Regions from separate parts of the Mus musculus genome. Here all the other regions are linked to region 2. The links are chromatin contacts, called in public promoter capture Hi-C maps. All regions are on one chromosome and are shown on one strand. The core of a region is the stretch at or near the end of the contact, and the rest is flanking DNA. Distances in the headings are between cores, read along the strand shown.

Region 1 (2,700 bases), core at 17-2,516, 2.0 Mb before region 2:
AGTAGGACCCTGGGGACAGGACTATGGCCTGTGTCTGCTGGTGGGGAGGGAAGTGGGACAGGGCAGAGTAGATGCCTGAGGTCCCATAACTCTTTCTGCTAGGAGTGAGGACAGAGCTGGGGAGGGACCAGATGGCCCTTCTGCACGAGATCAGACAGCTTTCTGGTCTGTAGGCATCTAAGGCATATTCCCTTCAGTGCCGTGTTGACCAAAGGGGTGGGTTTATAGTGAAGGTTAGACACAAGCCTACTCCTGGGACAAGCACATTGTCACTTTCCACCCTGCCTCCTGTGGCATCACAGCTCCGGCAGGGACACACACTTCAGAGGCAGAGATCTCTGCCTTTGTTTTGATATGGGTTTGCTCTTGCCTGCTGCAGCAAGTCCTGGGGTGGGGGTGGGAGACCTCCTTGCAGAGCTGAGAAAGCACCCACTGACTATGTTTCTTGTTCAGAGGATCATCTCGGAGAGGAGTGACTTCTACAGTCAGCTGAAGCAAAAGGGCGTGAAGGTGCCCCCACTACAGCAGTCAGATGTCTCCCTGCCTAGCAAGATCAAGAAGATGGCATCCAAGTGATACAGCATGCCCAGCTGAGACCAGGACCCTGCTGGCAAAGCCAGTCTATGTGGCTAGTTCTGTGATAGATAATTAAACCTTAGAGTTGGCCACCGTCTCATCTCTCTGGTACCTACAGGACCTCATTCTCTGCACCTGAACCACCCAGGTCATGTCCCCTCCCACTGCACCCTCCTCTGGGTCAGAGGCTGGGTGCCCCCATGCTCCTTCTGATCCAAACTTCTGCTGGGGCATGCTCTTGCTACCGGGGCCCCTTTGGAAGATGGAGAAAGGGTGGGAGGCAGGAGGCAGTAGAGCTACAGAGGACATCTTCCCAATCCTTGGGCTCCTGCGGTCTGTGGGTCATGAAGTCTGTACCACGTGTTCTGCTCAGTAGAGCGCTCACTCACCTGCTGGCTCTTCATCCACATCTTGCGCACCCGCTCTTCTGCTACTGCAGCTCCCCTGCACTGGGTGCCACCAGTTCAAAGGGGCCATCTCTGTCTTCCATCTGGAGAGTGCCCAGGCTCTACCTGGGAGCACGGAACTGAGCCTGAGCTCCAGTCCGACTCTGCGAGGCTGGGAAGGACCTGGCGCCCTCTGCAGGCGTCTGGGATGGCTTGTACGGTTCTGCAGCAGGCTGGGAAAAGTCCGAGGGGGGTCCGCCCCTCCTCATCTAGACTAGACTTCCTTGGCGACTGTGACTGCAGGCTTCCCAGGCTGGCCTCTCTCCCTTGGCCCCGCCCTTCAGACCCTGCCCTCTCCCCGGCCTCGGCCCCGCCCCCGTCACCCCAGGGGGCTGGAGAAGCCTCCCTGGCGTGCGGGCGGCCCTTGCAAGAGGCACAGGTGAGTCGCACTCGGTAGAGACCGCGGCTTCCCTCCCGCACAGCCCAAGGAGGTGGGCCTGGCAGCACGCCCCACCATTCCCTGTCCTCCGGGGCCAGAGCTTCCCTGGCCGGAGAATTCCGGACTGGGAAGGGTTAGGGAGGCCTAACCACCCAAGGCTGTCAGGCCTGGAACTGCCGGCTCAGCTCCTGGGGTGGGGGTGGGGTGGAGGGATCACCCTTGGGGCCAGTTTCTTCCTTTCCTCTAGCTGACTGCTCCTCTCCTCGCCACTGTTTTCTTTATTTAAGGCTCGAAGCACCAACCTTACCTCTCAGCATAATTGGTTTGCCCTGCTGGGGAAAGGTGGGATCCATTGAACAGACCCTGACAGCCTTCCTGAGCACCGGAGGCTTCCGACGCGCCTTTGTAAGTTGGGGTCTCAGAGGTGCTCCGTGGGCAAACCGGTTTAATGAGCAGCTGCATGTTGGATTCCCTCCAGGGGACACTCTGTGTTTGAAAGGGCCTTGTAGGCCCTTCCGACTGCGTCTATGACAGATTACCACGAAGGAAGCCTAGACTAGCCTGGCCCAAAGAGCTCACTGCTATCTGGCGGCCTGTCCAGCCAAAGATAGTCTGCAAATAACAGGATCCTACCACCTCAGGCTTGAACAAACTGGGGAGACTCTCTTCACACCCCAAAGTCTACAAGTGGGCAGGTTTTGCTGTAGATTTAGATAGCCCTATTGAGGCGAGTGTTGCATGGATATCTAGACTGCATATGTGGGTGTAGCAGCTCCAGCCATCACACAGGCAGGAAAGAGGTGGCTACTCTTAATTTGGGGAAAGCAAAAGTCCCCTCTCCCCACATTCCACTGTAGAGAGCACTTTGCCCACAACTGGTGACACGGTAAAGGGGGGATTGGGATCTTTAACCTGTCTCAGCCTAATGTGGCTGCCACAGGAGGAAGGGACAGCCCTGTGCAAGCAGCTGGCAGATTCTTTCTGAAACAACAGCCCGCCCACACTCCAGCAACACTCTGTCACCTCAGGCTGTCAGTCAGAGGCTCCACCAGAAGACACGCGCGGCTGTTAAGATGGTGCCCTTCCTCTTCCCATTCAGCCGAGCGTCCTGAGGTTCTGGAGCCCAGAACCTCAGCCCATTTCCTGCAGCCCAGTGGCCTGCTGTACCTTCAGGTACACAGGGTTATGTAGGACGGGCTGTATCCCCAGTGCCCCCGCTGCTGGGAGACAGGGTCCGGGTCCTGGAGCTGGGTGCCACAAGGGAACATTGGGTACCCAGTACCTAACTTTATCCGTATC
Region 2 (2,700 bases), core at 56-2,555:
TATTAAAGTAGAAGTACTGCTGAGCTCTGTAGATTGTGCAGACCTCAAGGGGAGAGCTCTTCTAAAGAGAAGCTGTGATAGAAACAGTCTTGCCCCCAGGCTATTGTGTGGCTCTGATGGGACAAATACCCAGGACAAGTTAGAGGAATTTGCCAAAGACCTGCCCCATGACAGTTGTTGTCCAGTGTCTTCACCCTGAGAATAACCAAAGTTGCAGTAGTTTTTTTTTCTTTTTAAGTGCATTTAAGAATATGTGTGGTTTTGTTGTGGAACAGTGGAGCTGGCCATTATTACATGTGCTCAGAGATCAATGCCTCTGGAATACATTTGACATCTGTTTGTGTTTGCTTGCTTTGTTTTTAAGGGGATCTTTCCCTGTGGGTGGTGTCAGAATTTGGACACCTTGGTTTGGGGGTAGGTTGAGCTGGGCAGCTGCAATCAGCTTGTTTATGCAAACTGGGCGTGAGCCTCTCTGGGCTCCTGGTTGATGGCTAATGCTGGGAGGGAAGGGTCAGCCCCAAGTAGACCCTTCCCGTGGGCTTTGGCCAGGCCAGACACAACATCGTTTACATGTTCTGTGTAATTATAAAGTTTATGTGTATAAAGCAAGCTGTTTCTGTGAAACTGTATATTTTGTAAATAAAGATATTGCTACTTTGAGGTCTGTGCCTCCTTAGGTGTCCTGTGCTGAAAAAGGCTGTGGGTCTCCCCAGTTGCTTGTCAGATGGCGGATCTGGCAGAGCTGAACTGATGATGAAAAGGGACCATGACCCCTGCTCCACTTATCCAGTTAGCTCTCAAACCCAGTGTGCACTTTTGAAAGGCTTCCCTTTCCCTCAATTCCTGTCACACTTGTCTGTTCAGGTGTGCCGGCCACCCCTACCCTCTACCCCGCACTTGTCTGAGCTTTCAAAGCCACAGCCATTAGGGCCCTTTGAAGTTCGGACTGGTGAGGTGAGTCCAGTGCTAGGCATCTTCTGTCTGTATAGTGACCAGCTGGGTACCTCCCTTGGGATCCAAACCTTGTCTGAAGCTGAGATGAATGAAGTGTGAGTTCAAGGCCAGGCAGGCTCTGTACCTGTCTGTAACGGACAAACCCAGCCCTGCAAGCCAGAAACTTAGCTGAGTTAGGAGTCGACGCTTTTTTAGTCCAGGTTTCCAAAGTTGTTTACTTGGGCACAAGTTGTAGGAGGTATTCCTCAGCTCTAACTTCTTTAGGGAGCAGAGCAAGTCCTGCTCTGGCGCCCCGAGCCTGCGGACCCCGCCCCTCAGGCTCCGCCCCCCGAGGCCGCCGAGCCGCCATCTTTTTTAGGGGCAGTGGGCCCATCTCCGAGATGCCGAAGTCTTGCGCGGCCCGGCAATGCTGCAACCGCTACAGCAGCCGCAGGAAGCAGCTCACCTTCCACCGGTGAGGGATGGGGAAGCCGGGACCCGACCCTACGGAACGCTCGCGGGTCTCGGTGCACTGGGCGGGAGCTCCGGGAGGCCCAGGCCAGGGTTTGCAGGCGAGGTGGACCGGGACTGCGTAGAGGGGCCGGGCCGGGCGCGGGCGATGCTCCTGCGCGCGGCCTCACAGCCTGACCCCGCCGCCCCCTCCTCGCCTGGAAGCAGTAGGTGCTCAGTGCAAACTAGATGGGCGTGAGTGGCACCTGGCCGTGTCCCTGCTCTGGCCCCTTGCGCCTGCGTCACCTCGCGGGAGGCCTGGAGGAATGAGTGCTCCCAGGATGGCCGGGCCTCATGGCAGGGATTTCGGCTGTGGGAAGGTGGGAGATCCCCGGTTCTGCAGCCCTGGGACCCCTTTTCCCCAGCAAGACTCGTGCTGAGCCCTTTCTAGGGAAGCACCCTTCAACTGCTCCGGCTTCGAGCGATGTCTGTGCCTTCAGGGCTCAGTTCCTGGCAGCCCGCACCCTGTACACTTTGAATGTTTCTGCTGAAGAGTAGCAACCATAGAAAAATACACACATCAGTTGGCAGCCCACAGACGTCTCCGCTGGCATCCACTTACAGTCTTTTCTCCCACCAGCCCACAGGGATAGCTTGCATGTGGGCTGCGTGGCTGTGGCGAGGTTTGAACCTTAAGAAATGGAATCTCTCTCTCTCTTCCTTCCGGGCCCTGCGAGAGTCATCCTTGCCCCACAAGCACTATTCTGCATAGTATTCCATTGACCACGAGCCAGGATGTGTGCTCTGCATGGAAGGGCCTCCGGGTGGCTGCATGGGTAGTTATCAGGTATCTGAGTTGCCAGAAACTCGGGGGAACACTCACCTCTGCCCGCTCTCATTCTTTGTTTTTAAGTTAAATTCATTTGTGTGTAGAAGAATCCTCCACCCTCTTGCCATGTCTCCCATGGGATGGATGGTCAGAGGACAGTTTCTTTCCTGTTTTGTGGGGCCACAGGGATTTTGCCAGGTGTCTTATCTATTTTAATAGCCACCTCCTCCATTGAGACCAGGCCCTTTTCTGTAGTTCTGACTGAAGTCAGTGAATAGAGCTATGTACCCAAAACTGGCTTTGAACACTCAAAAAAAAAAAAAAAAAAAAAAAACACCCCCTCCCTTAATGCATGCTGGCATCCTGTCTGGGAGACTTTTATATTTTACTTTGTGTTGGAGATGGAGCTCAGGCCTTCCAGAGTAGTGGGTAGGCAGGTGCTCTACACACCTTGACTTTTTTTTTGGTTTTGTTTTTTCGAGACAGGG
Region 3 (2,700 bases), core at 185-2,684, 2.9 Mb after region 2:
GAACTGGAGTACTAGAAGGTTGTGAGCCACCATGTGGGTACTAAGAACTGAGCCCAGATCCTCTGCAAGAGCAGAAAGCACTCTCAGCAGCTGAGCCATCTTTCCAGCATCCTCACATAGGAGGCATTTGAGTCTACATAAATAAGCATCCAACCAGAGGCTGGTCTGATTACAGTGGACGCGTAATGCTGTCCCTTGCTCATTTATTCGGTGGTAATCTTGAATTCTACACATCAAATGTCAGAAAACAAAAAGTAGGTGGTTTATTCTCTCTGTGGCTATCTTCTTTTGCAGTTCTTCTAGACTGAAGGAAACTACAGTATTGGCAGAAGCTTTACTCAGTGTCATTTCATTTATATTATTGCCAGGCAAGAGGCTTTCCATAAGGCTGTCATCACCCAAAATAGAACTGCCAGTCAGTCTGCTATAGGCTCTGCTGCAGAGAACAGAAGTCTCTGGGGCCAAGGACACCCAGCCAATGCAACTGAAGTGGCACTAAGCTGAACTAACCTTGTGCTGGGGTGAAATGCAAGCCTTGGTGTGACAGAACCCCTGTCACCAGATCAAACCCTGCTCCTGGGTCTCAGTAGCTAGCTCTCCGGAAGCGATGCACACCCTGGCACAGGTGAATCCGTGCCCGGAGCTAGCTGACATGAAAGACCTGCAGAACTTCTTTGAGTATCTCATTTGTTGCTACGGGCTAATAACGCTTGTAAGTAACCATTGAACAGACCATCTCACTTGAGAGTCCCAAGAATCCTTTGAAGCAAAGTTGAAAATACACCCACTACACGGCTGAGGAAACTAAGGGTCCAGAGATGGTTAAATGCAAAGTATAGTCAGGATCAGAACATGGCTCACGTTCCTTACTTGGACTCTAAGGGCAGGCACTGACAGCTCCCTTTTAATGGAATAGGTACTGAGTGCGGACTCCCATTCCCATCCCGTCGGGGAGCCCCAGTACCGCCTCTGTGAGCCAGAGTGGACAGAATACGCTGGACTCGGTTTGGTCCAAAATCAGGTCAATGAACCTGGACCTGCACAGTTTCCCGTCCCCTTCACGGCTCCTCTCAGTGTAGGTAAGTAAAAACGCCAGGAATCTGTCAATCACTGGACCCACGTGGGTCCCTGCAGTCCCTAGGCTCTGGGGTCACCTTCCCGACCCCGCCCGGTCCCCTCAGCAGCCAACCTTTGCTCCTCAGCTCCTCGAGACTGGAGGCTGCCACGCCGTGCTGATCGCGGCTGTGGTTGCGGCGTAGCAGACACGGTTTGAGAGGCCGGACATCGTCCGGGTCTGGGGCGCTGGCTCCCCGCGACAGCTCCATCCTCAAAGTGGGGACCTGGCGACTCTGGGAAATCCCAGGTAGCCCAGAGCCCCTTCCCTAAGCTTTGACAACCTTCCTCCCGCTGCCTGACGGGAGATGTAGTTCTCTCAGCAAGTTACGCGAGACCAAGGCACGCCGGGAGATGTAGTTCTAGTGGCGGCTAATCACGGGCGTTCCAGGGCACGACGGGAATTGTAGTTTCTGGGTTCAAAGCCAGGGGCGGGGGGGATTCAGTTTAGGGAAGTGGTCCAGATTGGAGATTTCTTTTTTTTCTGTTGTTTTCTTTCCCCTACCCTGTTACCTTCCCCTCCTTTTCTTCTCTAAAAGACTGTATGATGGAAAACCCGGGGTCTCATGTATGGTAAGCATAGTTCTACACTACATTGCCAGCCATATATTCATGTTTTTTTTTTTTCCTTTTTAAAGATTTATTTATACATAAGTACACTGTAGCTGTCCTCAGACACACCAGAAGAAGGCATCAGATCTCATTACGGATGGTTGTGAGCCATCATGTGATTGCTGGGATTTGAACTCAGGACCTTTGGAAGAGCAGTCAGTGCTCTTAACTGCTGGGCCATCTCTCCAGATGCATATTCATGTTTTAAGAGTTGCCATTGAACTGGGTGTTGTGGCTCAGGCCTTTAATCCTCAGGAGGCAGAAGGATCTTTATGAGTTCCAGGGCAGCCTGGTCTACATAGTGAGTTTCTACACAGCCAGAGCTACATAAAAGAGAAAATTGTGTGTGTGTGTGTTTGTGTGTTTTTCAGGACTGGTTTTGTGACTTTTGAAGTTTAAAGGATATGATTTACAAGCAAGTTGAAATATTAAGTAAACATTTTACATTAAGTTAAATAGCTGACAAGATAGCTTAGTGGGTAAAGGTGCTTGCTGCCAGTCCTTACACCCTGAGTTTGATCCCAGAGCCCAGCATGGTAGGAAAACAGATTTCCAAAAGTTGTTCTCTGATCACACAACCTGACATTTGTATGCATGCATGTATGCTCATGTGAACACATACCCCCCCCACACACACAAATGGTTGCTATGAAATTATTATTAAGTTTTTAAAAGGAGCTGGTTTACTTATGTTTCTTAAAATTTTATTTTTGTAACCCAGCATGCTGGTGAATACCTTTAATCCTAGCTCTTGGGAGGCAGAGGCAGTTGTATCTCATTGAGTTCAAGGCCAAGGAGAACAAGCCAAAGTTACACAAAGAAATTCCGTCTCTGGCTGGTGAGATGGCTCAGTGGGTAAGAGCACCAGACTGTTCTTCCGAAGGTCCAGAGTTCAAATCCCAGCAACCACATGGTGGCTCACAACCATCCGTAGCGAGATCTGACTCCCTCTTCTGGAGTGTCTGAAGACAGCTA

Evidence for each region. Promoter capture Hi-C pulls out the DNA fragments that hold promoters and counts their contacts.
Region 1: a promoter capture Hi-C map of liver shows a contact between it and region 2, with 7 times the contacts expected there. The contact joins the promoter of Smim1 here to the promoter of Thap3 in region 2. A contact is called at or near these places in 3 of 39 promoter capture datasets (liver and pre-B cells), 1 of 115 datasets of contacts at active chromatin or transcription factors (large pre-B cells) and 1 of 9 other capture datasets (pancreatic islet).
Region 3: a promoter capture Hi-C map of liver shows a contact between it and region 2, with 9 times the contacts expected there. The contact joins the promoter of Dffa here to the promoter of Thap3 in region 2. A contact is called at or near these places in 2 of 39 promoter capture datasets (liver and pre-B cells) and 1 of 484 Hi-C or Micro-C datasets (B cells).

The regions. Positions count from the first base shown.
Region 1 is chr4:154,024,610-154,027,309 of GRCm38.p6, reverse strand. Smim1 (small integral membrane protein 1) reads left to right here and starts at 1,266. Exons shown (of 4, transcript NM_001163721.1): 1 at 1,266-1,401; 2 at 1,689-1,806. Ccdc27 (coiled-coil domain containing 27) reads left to right here. Exons shown (of 12, transcript NM_001033455.2): 12 at 454-666. The coding sequence ends at 576.
Region 2 is chr4:151,987,591-151,990,290 of GRCm38.p6, reverse strand. It overlaps Thap3 (THAP domain containing, apoptosis associated protein 3), which reads left to right and starts at 1,305. Exons shown (of 4, transcript NM_175152.4): 1 at 1,305-1,408. The coding sequence starts at 1,335. It overlaps Phf13 (PHD finger protein 13), which reads left to right. Exons shown (of 4, transcript NM_172705.2): 4 at 1-660.
Region 3 is chr4:149,102,876-149,105,575 of GRCm38.p6, reverse strand. It overlaps Dffa (DNA fragmentation factor, alpha subunit), which reads right to left and starts at 1,434. Exons shown (of 6, transcript NM_001025296.2): 1 at 1,190-1,434. The coding sequence starts at 1,325.